3 separate regions of the Mus musculus genome follow, and all the other regions are linked to region 3. A link is a contact called in public promoter capture Hi-C data. All regions are on one chromosome and are shown on one strand. Each heading gives the region's core, a stretch centred on a gene start, on an enhancer-like site or on the middle of the called end of the contact. The rest is flanking DNA. Distances are from core to core; before and after follow the strand shown.

Region 1 (3,510 bases), core at 503-3,002, 1.7 Mb before region 3:
AGGAAGCTTCAAAAGCTACACATAGAATCCACGTTTTAAGATATATATTATGAAGACTGAACTAATCAATCTAAATATTGTCATCACCTTAGTTTACTTTCTTTCCCCAAAAATATACAGAACTATCTCTCTTACTCAAGCTACATAACATGTCTTTTAGAAAATGGCATTGGTAGTGGAAAGGGGGAAGTATAGGTTTTAAAGAAAGCAAAAGCAAAGCAAAACAAAAAAACCTTGCAAAAACCAAAGCAGGACAAAAGCTTTTCTTCTTGAAAGGTGTTTTTGACACTGAAGTGTTTGAAAATCGAAAGACTGCACCGATCTTCTCAAAGTGCTAACTGCTAGAGAGTGTTGGACCGCCTGCATTTATACACACACACACACACACACATTCGAACACGCACACACACACACACACACCCCTCACCCATTCACATGTCATTTTCCTTAAAGTGCTTCTTAGTAAAGAAATCAATTCTAAGTAACAAAAAGCTGCCATTCCACAACTGCAGCCTCCGGACTGGCAGCGTCCGGGGCACAAGGCTAAGAAGAAGAGTTGGCTCCACTTACCTTCATCTTGACTGGTGACCTGTGGGGTTCCAGCTTCCTCGAGTTCTCTTCCCGGGCGCTAGAGCCAAAGCAGGGAAAAGAGAGGCAGAGGATCAGTCCAAGGCGGGGTGAGACCCGGAAAGAAAGTAAACAAATGCAGGCGGGGAGGGGCCGAGCTCCGCGGCCCCCGGGACAGACCCCCGTCGGGCAGCCAAAGCCTGGCGGGCAGTGAGCCCCACGCGCGCCAAAGGGCAGCGCGTCCCGCCCCTGCCCGGCCGGCCGGCCCACCGCGCCCCCGCCTCGTCGGCCACTCGCAGCCCCCTGCGCCCCGGCCTCCCGGGTCCGCGCCCCGCCGGGCCCCGACTCTAGCGCGCGCCCCGCCTCCGCCGCTCGGCCCCCTTGGCCCGCCCCGGCCCGGCCCGCGGCGGCGGCAACGGAGTGTCACGGCGCCATTGCTCTCCTGCCTCCGCTCTGCACCATGTCAGGAAGGAGAAGCGCTCCTTCACCCGGGGGGCAGGGGCGGCGGCCTGCGGCGGCGGCCGGCGCGGGGGGACCCGGCGGGGGAGGCGCGGGGCGGGGAGGCGGCAGGACAGGGTGTGGGAGGGGAGCGAGCCGCACCGCCGCAGCGGCCGTCTCCTCCCGCGCCCGCCTCAACTTTTTGTACAGCCCGGAGAGGCGCGGGCACCCCGATCTCCGCGGTCCAGCAGCGGGTCCTCGCCAAAGAAGCACAGCAGAGTTGGGGGCCGGTTCTCCCGGCAGCCCGCTCCTCCAAAGCAAACTTAGCGGCGCGGCCAGCCCCACAGCCATTTTCCCGGGGAGGCGGCGGAGGCGGTCGTGCCCGCAGTTGCCGCCGCGACTCCAGGACCCGATCGCTGCCCGGCGCCCCGGGCACAGCCCGCCCTGCATCCCCCTCTCAGCCTGCGGAGCTCCCAACTGCACCGGGACCCCATCGCGGCAGCAGCTGCTCCCGCCGCTTTGCCCATTCAGCGGCCCCCGCTGACTACCTACCTACTGCGGGTGCAGAGCGCTGTCAGCTCTCCAGTCTGCCGCCCCACTGATCGCCGTGGGTCCCCGTCCGGGCAGCACCGCTCCCGGCCGCAGCGGCAGTTCCTGCGCCGGGTTCCCCCACTCGCCCCGATTTACTGCCACAATCCACCAAATAACAAGCTGTTGAGCAGACTCGCTTCTACACGAACTCCTATTGGCTGCTCATGACGCCGAATAGCTTCGGATTGGAGCTCGCTGTCTGCCTTTCTCATTGGATGTAGCTGGGAAACTTCCATGATTGGTGCGGAAAACAGCAGGTAGGATAGCTTCCACTTCTGATTGGCTGTATCCGAACACGCACGTTATTGGAGGATAGAGGATTGAGTAAGAGAGCCCAAAAATTTGATTGGAGGAGCCGACTCCGGATGTGCTTGACTGAACACTGATTGGAGAACAAGGGGTCAGGAAGAGCAGTTCCGCACGAGGATTGGGCGGTGGCGTGTCCCATGGAAACGGAATCCAGAACTGCAGCCAGGGTTTTTCACGGGGGCGGAGCCGGCTCTTCCCCAGGCGCCTGCGCCTAACCGGTTCCCCGGCGCCATTTTGTCCCGGCAGCAGCAGCCCGCAGCTCTATCCCATTTTCTGTGTCTGGAGGGAAGGACGCGGACTCTCTCGGGTAGGTTTATTTCAGTGTGGCACCGGCTTACCCTTCCCTCCAGGACAACGCCTAGCGAAGGGTGGAGGAGTCACGGAGTCGTCCGAGAGGTCTGTCGGAGGCTCCCGGTGTCGGGTGGCCTCGGGGGTGGCGCAGCGCTGGGAGCACCGGAAGCGAGGGCGGCCATGGGAGCCGCTGTCCGCCGGCGGCGGAGCGTGGCTGGGGGGGCGTGGAGGAAGGGGGCGAGGTCGGGGGCGCACGTGTAGGTGAGTAAGCGGCCCTTTGCGCCCCTTCACTCGGGATGGCGGGATTTTACTGACACCCCCCCCCCTTCCTCCCGGCATAGCTCTGTCTCCCTTTGACATTGCATTTCGGAAGCTGGGTTGCGGTCTGCAGACACCAGGGGCCCAAGGTGGCAGCCACCTTGGTAAAAGACGGAGGAGGTGTGGTTTCTAGAAACGTCTTGCGTGGGGAAGAAGAGTTATTTCCTCCAACTGTGAAGCTTGGAGGAAACGTGGAAGCCCCGGCTTTCGGAATGCTGAGGAATGTGCCTGCCAGGACAGACGCTGCTGCCACTATGACCTTAGACAAGCGACTCTTGTCACTGCATGAGGCGAATACTATACTATTTTTTCGAAGAAAGTATTAATGCTTCAGGAAGGAACGACAGTTTCTTAGATGAAAGGGTTTTCTGGACCAGATAGACATGGATTCTGTCGTCAGCACATTGTCTTGTTAAATGACACAAAACTTAACAATTGGGCAACAGCTTATGCCCTAAATTAAAATGTGAAATGTTAACCCCAGTAAATTGCACAGTTGAGTACGTCTGAACTAACGCCATATCAACTAGTTAATATTTGTTGTTTTTGTTTTTTCAAAATTTGTTAAGATTGTGAAGTGTATTTTGGTAGTTTTACTAAGTCATGTCTATCTTTTTAAAATCTGCTTAGTTTTGGTGATGCACAAAACTAGAAAATGGTTGAGTAAACAGTTGAGGATTTTTGTTTGTTTTTCTAGAGTTGTGCTGAAGACAACAGACACCTCCATGACAACCCAAAGTATCACAGAGGTGAGTCCTGTGTCTTTTGAAATCTTGTGACTTGGGACAGGTGTGTGCTGAGATTTTCTGTAGACTAGAGCCAAATACTAGGCTACGTGACTGGTTGTTGAAGATGTTTTGTTAGTTCAAGCTTTCAAATGAGTCGGTTTAATTAGCTTCCTGATGTTATACCCTAGAGAAAGCCACAGATAAAAAGCATCCCTAATATTCAAGCTCACCCATTCTGGGCTCCTCCTTTCTGGACTCTGGTTTTTGG
Region 2 (3,682 bases), core at 1,054-3,553, 1.7 Mb before region 3:
AGGTCTCATCTGCCCAGAACCTTGTAGGTAATGGAGGATGACTCTGAACTTACACTACTCTCCTAATTGTTAAGATCACAGACATGGATGGCCACACTTTGGCTTCAGAGACAAATACAGGTCTTGTGAGTACTAGGTACTAATAACTGTCAGACTAGTAAGAGTCGCTGTGCTTCACACAGAGGGGCAAATCTAAGACATACAAGAAAGAACACAACAGGGGGATGACCCATTGGTACACCAGGCACAGGACAGTGCCAAAGGCAGGAAAATTAGCCCTACTCAGCTAGAAGAGGTGTGGTAGTCAAGTCCTGAGATGTAAATAAATAGAAGTCCAAGTCTCATCACATCACCTGGGAGCTACTCTAATGGCCTCCATATTGATTTCTGTAAACAGTCTTATGAATATTCCCAAACATGCAGCACAAATACCATTCCTTTTCAGAACTATCTGCAGAATTATCCCTGAGTTTTAGGTGACCCTTGGAAGGCCCTTCTGCTTCAAGGGTCAATGATATTTGCAGTTGCATCCTATTCTCCCCCTCCTCTCTCTCACCATCGGTCAAAGAGGATTTTTGTGAGACAACTACACCTAAGCAGTCTCCGACCTCTCATAAAAGACCCTCTGTGACCATCTGTCCCTTCTTCTGTGCCATGAAACCGCCATTTCTACAGCGTTAAACATCTAAGGGTGGAGATCCTTCCTTTCTATTACTTCCTTAGTTTACTTTATGTACCAGTACTAAAAAATTACTACCACTTTTTTGGGGAGACAGGGGGTTTCAAGTCAGAGTTTCTCTGTGTAGCCCTGGCTATCCTAGGACTTATTCTGTAGTCCAGGCTGGCCTCAAACTCAGAAATCTGCCTCTGCCTCCTGAGCACTGGGATCAAAGGCGTGCGCTGCTACACTGGGTTTAAAGAATGAGTCTATAACTCCCAACATAGTCTGCTTTATGTGTAGAGCGCATGTTCTTGGGAGTCACAATGAAAAGCCCACACTTGCCTGTCTTCTGAGGAATTTACAGTCAAGGCAAAGCAAGCTCACTCCTGTCCTCAGGTAACACTCATTAACTCAGGGTGGAGTAAAGGCGCACAAATTGAAGAAGTTAGCTTAGGCGTAGTAAGGAAAGTAGCTGGGTGGAAGAGTGCCTGCCTAGCATGCCTGGGCCAATGGTGTCTGGGAGGTGAAGTTCAAGGTCATCCTAGGCGGACTGGCAAATTGGAGGCCAGCCTGAAATATGTAAAACCCTGCCTCAAAATAAAAAAGCTGGGGCTTGGGCTGGATACATGGCTCAGCGGTTAAGAGCACTGACAGCAGCTCTTCCAGAGGTCCCGAGTTCAAATTCCAGCAACCACAAGATGGCTTACAACCATCTGTAATGGGATCTGATGCCCTCTTCTGGTGTGTCTGAAGACAGCTACATATAAATAATAAATAAAACTTAAAAATAAAAAAAGCTGGGGCTGAAAAAATGGCTCAGTGGTTAAGAGCACTGACTGCTCATCCAGAGATCCTGAGTTCAATCCACAGCAACCACATGGTGGCTCACAACCATCTGTAATGGGATCCGATGCCCTCTTCTGGCACACAGACATTCATGCAGATAGAGCACTCAGATGCTTTAAAAATAAAAAAATAAAATAAGAAAGTGGAAGGGAGCTTATGGTGAAGGAGTCTTAGATATTCATTAAAAGAATTTGAAGGGGGGCAGTGGTGGCGCACGCCTGTAATCCCAGCACTTGGGAGGCAGAGGCAGAAAGATTTCCGAGTTCGAGGCCAGCCTGGTCTACTGAGTGAGTTCCAGGACAGCCAGGGCTACACAGAAAAACCCTGTCTCAAAAAACCAAAAAAAAAAAAAAAAAAAAAAAAGTGAAATTAGTTGATGAAGCAGACTCAGTAAAACTAGATTAATTAACTGAAAGATCAAGGTTTTGTATATCGCATGTGTGTGTGGTGCATGCACACAGATGTGTGGGTGCATATGAACACATTGATGCATGTGCTCATGCACATAGGGATGCAAAACACGGGAACAGATGTCTTCTGTCACTCTCCGACACTGCACTGCGCTGAGACAAGGTCTCTCGCTTAACTGAAGCTTGCTTCTTTGGCTAGGCTGGCTGGACAGCGTGGTTTTGACTCTGTTGTCTGGGCACTCAACCCCAGGCTATGCCTGGCTCCTTACATAGGCACCGGAGTCCCCAAGCTCTCCTGCTTGCAGGGCAAGTGCTCTTACCAGTGTGCTTGTTCCCTGCCCCACCCCCAGTGTCTTGTTTTGTTATTGAGACCAAGTTAGTCTCCACCTCCTGGGCTGAAGCACACTTCCTGTTTTGGACTCTAGAGAAGCTGAGACTACAGCCCTGAAGCACCACATCTGACCAAGTTGTTGGGATTACTGTGAGATAAATCGATTATTTTTAAATGGTTCTACCTAAAAACTTAGTTCTAGATAATTAGCTGAATGTAATAAAGAAAGAATTAAGAAGCCAGATGTGGTGGCTCACACCGTGATCCTACACCTGAAGAGACTGAAGCAGGAGGATTGTTATGAATCTGAGGCCAGCCTGGGCCACACAGTAAGTTCCGGGCCAGCCTGGACTATCCAGTAAAACAAACAAAACAGCCATAAAGAATATTGAGGACTTGACCTACAGGAACTGAAGCGGTGAGGCGATAAACAGGGCAGAATGAAGAACACATCTGAGGGGAAAACCTGAAAGGTCAACAAACAGATAACAGAAGGAAAGCCAAAGAAAGACAATGGCCATGTGAGTGGGCCTGTCTTAATATTAAATTACAATTACATCTTCGTTAGATTTATAATACTTCCAAAATATTTTACATACATTTTAAAAAATCCATTCTCGACAACTAATACAGCTGACTAATTTTGCAATGAAACTTACCAAAGCAGGGTACCATCCAGTGCTCTCTGCTGTGGAGGCCACACTTACAACTTTTCCTAATAATTCGTCATTGAGACGCCTCTTATCTTCATCTTCCTCTTCGCTGCTTTCTTCTTCCTTTTCGTCTTCAGTGCTAAGAGTCAGGAGAACCTGGTCATTATCCAAATGTCCATATCCTAGTGTCCCAGACCTAGGCATGTCAGAGTGCTGTGACTTCTGCATGGTCCACTGGCCCCTATGGCTGCCTCTCCATTCTTACTGGGGCTGAGGAGATGGACAGTCTCCTGCCTCACACAAGTAACTGAACCACCTAAGTAAGCAACACTTGAGTTTGCTTCACTGGTCAGTGAATACCTGGGCTTCGGTTCCTCTGCCAGGACAGAGAAGCCTAACTTCTCTGTATCACCTCATTCACTTTTAGAAACACATTACCTGTCTGGTTTTTAATGCCAGGGGGCAAATAATGCAAGTTTAATTTTCTAGTAGGGTATGAAAATAGCTCCCAAAAAGTATATGTGGGTTTATTCAGGTATCTTCTCTGGGGTAATCATTTACTTCTAAGTGTCCATAACAAGCATTAATTATGAGTCTATGCTTTTTAAATAAAAATGAGAATGTACGCTTTTAAAATCATGGTAAATAGTAATCTGACATGCTCTTGAAGCATCCTGAATATGCTGATATCTGCCATTCACTGCACTATGCAGGGCTGTTAACTACTAATGATCTGAGGCACTTGGTCCTTTTCCTCTCACAGACCCGTTGCCTAGGAGCT
Region 3 (3,861 bases), core at 468-2,967:
TGATTTTAAATATCCTACAATTTTCTATCAATTTCCCCATGTCCAAGACTCTGTATATGTTTTGGCTGTACATTTAGCCTTCTACTTGTATTTAGGATAGAATAAAAAACTGATGCTTACTACAAAATGCTGTGTTTTAGATCCCTTTCGAGTGCTGGAAGCTTGGTGCCAGGTGTAGCGGTGAAAGCCTTTAAAAATCAGAAATGCTATTGTTCTTGAGAGAAACCAGTTTCACTCATGAAGAAGCTATCATAAGAAGAAGCCTGGCGCGTGCACCCCTGCTGCTTCCGTCTCACCTCGGAACTGCCCCCTCTCTTTCCATGTGCTTCCCTCAAGATGCTGGAATGTAGCAGGGGGGCTGCCCTTGTTAGATTGAAATAGATGTGGCTACTCAGTTTCAGAGTTCCAGCTGCTAAAACTGTGAACTTTGTACATTGTTTAACTGTTGGTATTTTGTTACAACAATAGAAACTAGATTAACACATTTGCCAACATTAAAGGTTTATGATCTATCTGGGCATGATAGTATGTACCTGCAATTCCAATACCAATGAGGCTGGAATCAGAGGGAGACTGAGGACAGCCTGGCTTATAGGGTGAGTTTAGACTAACCTTGACTATATAGCATGCCCTGTCTCAAAAGCAGAGTAATTACAAAAATCCTTATGTTTTTAGATATACAAATTTGACACTTTCCCTGCTTTCTTTTGCTTTTTTGGTCACCCATTCTAAGAACTTATAGCGATGTGAATGCTAATGACTTTAAACTTTTAAATACATGTTTCACTGATTTTAAAATTCCTCCAGTTTCTAAATGTGTTGGTAATTTCAGCACTCAAAAAGGCAGAGACAAGAAAATTCAGAGTTCTAAGGTGTCCTGGGCTACATAGAAAGACCCTGTATCAAAAATGACCATGACAACCACCCCCCCACACACACACACCTTCCACTGTCCAAAACTAGTAGATTTTTGTTCTTAGTTTTAGATTTGTTTATTACTAACATTAGAACTTTTAAAAAGAAAAATTTAGACGAATTAACTATCGTATATTTGAACCCTGAATAATTTATGTATGAATTGGTAGCATGCAGAACTTGAAGCAGTTTAGAGAACGCTGGGGTGTGGGAGGAGAACTTTTTCTCCTTCTCCCATGGGAACTCTTACTTTATTTTTATCTGACATCTTTACTTAGTGAATTTTTGAGTATTTGAGGTGCCAAGAATTTATGAAACTCGGGCTATATAGAACCCCACCCCATTCAACTTGAATGAGAATTCTACAGTATGCCGCAGAATCCTATTTCGGAGAGTAGTACCCAGCAAAATAGGAACCCATCTCTACGGCTTGTCAGAGTCAGGGAAAACCAACCGTTGGTTTTTGTCTAGTCTCAAATTCGCGTTTAGAAAGACCCCTTGCTCTTCCATCCTGAGCGATAGCGCCTTCCTGGGGCAACTGATTAATGGTTAATGACCTACAGGATCCTAATGGAGACCCATTTTAATCCCCAAACAAGGGGACGGGATTAACCCGGTCATTGTTCAAGGAAAGGACGCAGTTTCGAGAAGGTAGTTAGTTCTATGTCGAGTTTTTTTTACACAGTGAAAAAAATAATTGATCATGATTTGACAACAAACTTCGGTTAAATAGCGCACTTTCACTATAAGTAATATTGGGTCATTTGGGTTGCCGTAGACACAAGCCAAGCGCTCATGCGCAGAAGCATAGTGGTCCTGCGTCGGCTCAGTCCCTGAAAGGACTGCGGTAGCGACACGCAGCCTAGCCATGAAGAGCCGGTTCAGCACGGTTGACCTCCGCGCAGTGCTCGCGGAACTGAATGCGAGGTATGGTGGTGGGAGTGGACAGGCTCGTTCACAGCAGAGGGAGCGGAGGCCGGGCACCGGGTGGTCGCGAGACGGAGAGCCTCACGGTCGTCCCGGTGCCTCGGGGATTCTCTAGGCCTGGGGGCCGAGCCCGGGGCCGGTGCCCCCGGGAGACACCCCCCCCCCCCCCCCCCCCGGGGACCGTGCCTGATGCTGCATCTCCCTGGCGCTGATTCCGAGAGGTCTTGCCGGGGTGGCCTGAGTCCCGCAGCGAGCGTTTGGTAGAACGGGAGTGATCGTCTTTGCTCCAGACTGGCGGCCTGGCTTCTTCAGAATTCCCGTCCTTCTTCCCAAAGAGAAGTAGCAGGGCCTTCCAGCTGAAATGGGCAGATTTGGACCTGTGTCCTGGACTTGTCGCCTATTCAGCTGTGTGAGCTTTGTCGCATTTTCGGGGACTCGGCTACTTCCTCCGCTCCGAATAAGTCATTTAGACTTAATTTTACTGTATTTACACCCCCCACCCCACCCCAGCACTAGTAGTCTGGTGTTACTGAGATCAACAGGCCACTTTTGTGCTTAAAAGTCTACATTTAATTTGAGGATACCTTTATAGGCGGTGGAGGTATCTTAGCGGAAGAGTTCCTTTTCCACAACACCAATAAATGATGGAAAGTTTTGCTTCAACCAAGAACAATGATTTGTTATATGTTTCTTTTTTTTTCAGCTTGCTAGGAATGAGAGTAAACAACGTTTATGATGTGGATAACAAGACATATCTTATTCGGCTTCAAAAGTAAGAATATTTTATAAGATTGTTTTTGGTAAATTATGATATATATATATATATATATATCCTGCATTTTAGGTTTTGTTTTTTTAAATTCAGAGAATAAGTTTTGGCAAATTCCCTAAAGAAAAATTTGGCTTTCTCTTGAACAGACCTGATTTTAAAGCTACACTGTTACTTGAGTCTGGTATACGTATTCATACAACAGAATTTGAGTGGCCTAAGAACATGATGCCGTCGAGTTTTGCCATGAAGGTAAATTTTAAGTTTGGAGCTAATTTTTAAAACTCCATTTATCTATCTATTTATCATGTATGTATGTATGTGTGTGTGTGTGTGTGTCTGTGTAGGTGGAAACAACAAACAGGTACAACTTGGGGCTCTCAAGTGAATGTCAGAAGACAACCTGGGGGGGAGTCAGTTTTGCTGTGAGATGAGGGGTCAGGGGTAAGATCCAACTTAAATCCCCAGACTTGATCCATGTGCCTTAATCTGCTGACCTGGAACTTGCTTCATTGTTGTTGTTGTTGTTGTTGTTGATCCATGTGCCTTAATCTGCTGACCTGGAACTTGCTTCATTGTTGTTGTTGTTGTTGTTGTTGTTTGTTGTTGTTGTTGTTGTTTCGTTGTTGTTGTTGTTGTTTCATTGTTGTTGTTGTTTGAAACAGAGTTTGCCTGTGTAGCCTTGGCTGTCCTAGAAATCTCTCTGTAGACCATGTTGGCCTCAAACTCAAGAGATGGGCCTACCTCTGCCTCCCAAGTACCAGAACTAAAGGAGTGTGGCTTGGAACTTGATACAGAGCAGACTGATCTCATATTTAGGATGATCTTTCTTCTTGTGCTAGACTTGTAGTACTTTGCCATCATCTCTTCTCAAAGAATGTTGAGCTGGGTATGGTAGTTCACACCTATGACACCAGCATTCAGGGGACTGAGGTAAGGTTAGTTAGCCTGGGCTACTGAGTGACATTTTGCCTTAAAAAATAGTAACCAATAACAGCAAACTCTTGGCACTTTTATGAGTTAAGTGTATTTGTTTACTTAAATGGTAAGGTTTTTTTGCAGTATGATAAGTCAATAGCTGCTCTGGTTCTTGTATTTGCTATTATCTAAAAAATAGAATACAAAAATAACTATTTCAGTTATAAGTTATTAGAATAAAGGCTTAAGGACCCACTGGGACCTGGCACGATGACTCAGTGGACAAAAGTTACCTGAGTGTGATCCCTGGAGTTCACATGGTGAATGGAGAG

Evidence for each region. Promoter capture Hi-C pulls out the DNA fragments that hold promoters and counts their contacts.
Region 1: a promoter capture Hi-C map of pre-B cells shows a contact between it and region 3, with 13 times the contacts expected there. The contact joins the promoter of Arid4a here to the promoter of Nemf in region 3. A contact is called at or near these places in 5 of 39 promoter capture datasets (cranial neural crest, hippocampal neurons, liver and 2 more), 1 of 484 Hi-C or Micro-C datasets (pro-B cells), 3 of 115 datasets of contacts at active chromatin or transcription factors (the 230-238 cell line, astrocytes and microglia) and 1 of 9 other capture datasets (liver).
Region 2: a contact with region 3 is called in a promoter capture Hi-C map of liver, with 3 times the contacts expected there. The contact joins the enhancer-like site here to the promoter of Nemf in region 3. A contact is called at or near these places in 3 of 39 promoter capture datasets (cranial neural crest, hippocampal neurons and liver) and 1 of 115 datasets of contacts at active chromatin or transcription factors (astrocytes).

Annotation. Positions count from the first base shown.
Region 1 is chr12:71,014,209-71,017,718 of GRCm38.p6, reverse strand. Arid4a (AT rich interactive domain 4A (RBP1-like)) reads right to left here and starts at 1,752. Exons shown (of 24, transcript NM_001081195.1): 1 at 1,558-1,752; 2 at 571-628. The coding sequence starts at 576. It overlaps 3110056K07Rik (RIKEN cDNA 3110056K07 gene), which reads left to right and starts at 1,896. Exons shown (of 4, transcript NR_045055.1): 1 at 1,896-2,212; 2 at 3,212-3,263.
Region 2 is chr12:71,039,197-71,042,878 of GRCm38.p6, reverse strand. It overlaps Arid4a (AT rich interactive domain 4A (RBP1-like)), which reads right to left. Exons shown (of 24, transcript NM_001081195.1): 8 at 2,908-3,040. Among named protein-coding and RNA genes, the nearest start is that of Arid4a, 25 kb to the right of the region's middle. Within about 2 kb of position 2,303, at least 73 of the 459 cell types and tissues checked have an H3K27ac peak or open chromatin away from gene starts, as enhancers often do. A contact at or near this core is called in liver, where this site is marked.
Region 3 is chr12:69,355,032-69,358,892 of GRCm38.p6, reverse strand. It overlaps Nemf (nuclear export mediator factor), which reads left to right and starts at 1,717. Exons shown (of 33, transcript NM_025441.3): 1 at 1,717-1,842; 2 at 2,546-2,614; 3 at 2,761-2,863. The coding sequence starts at 1,784.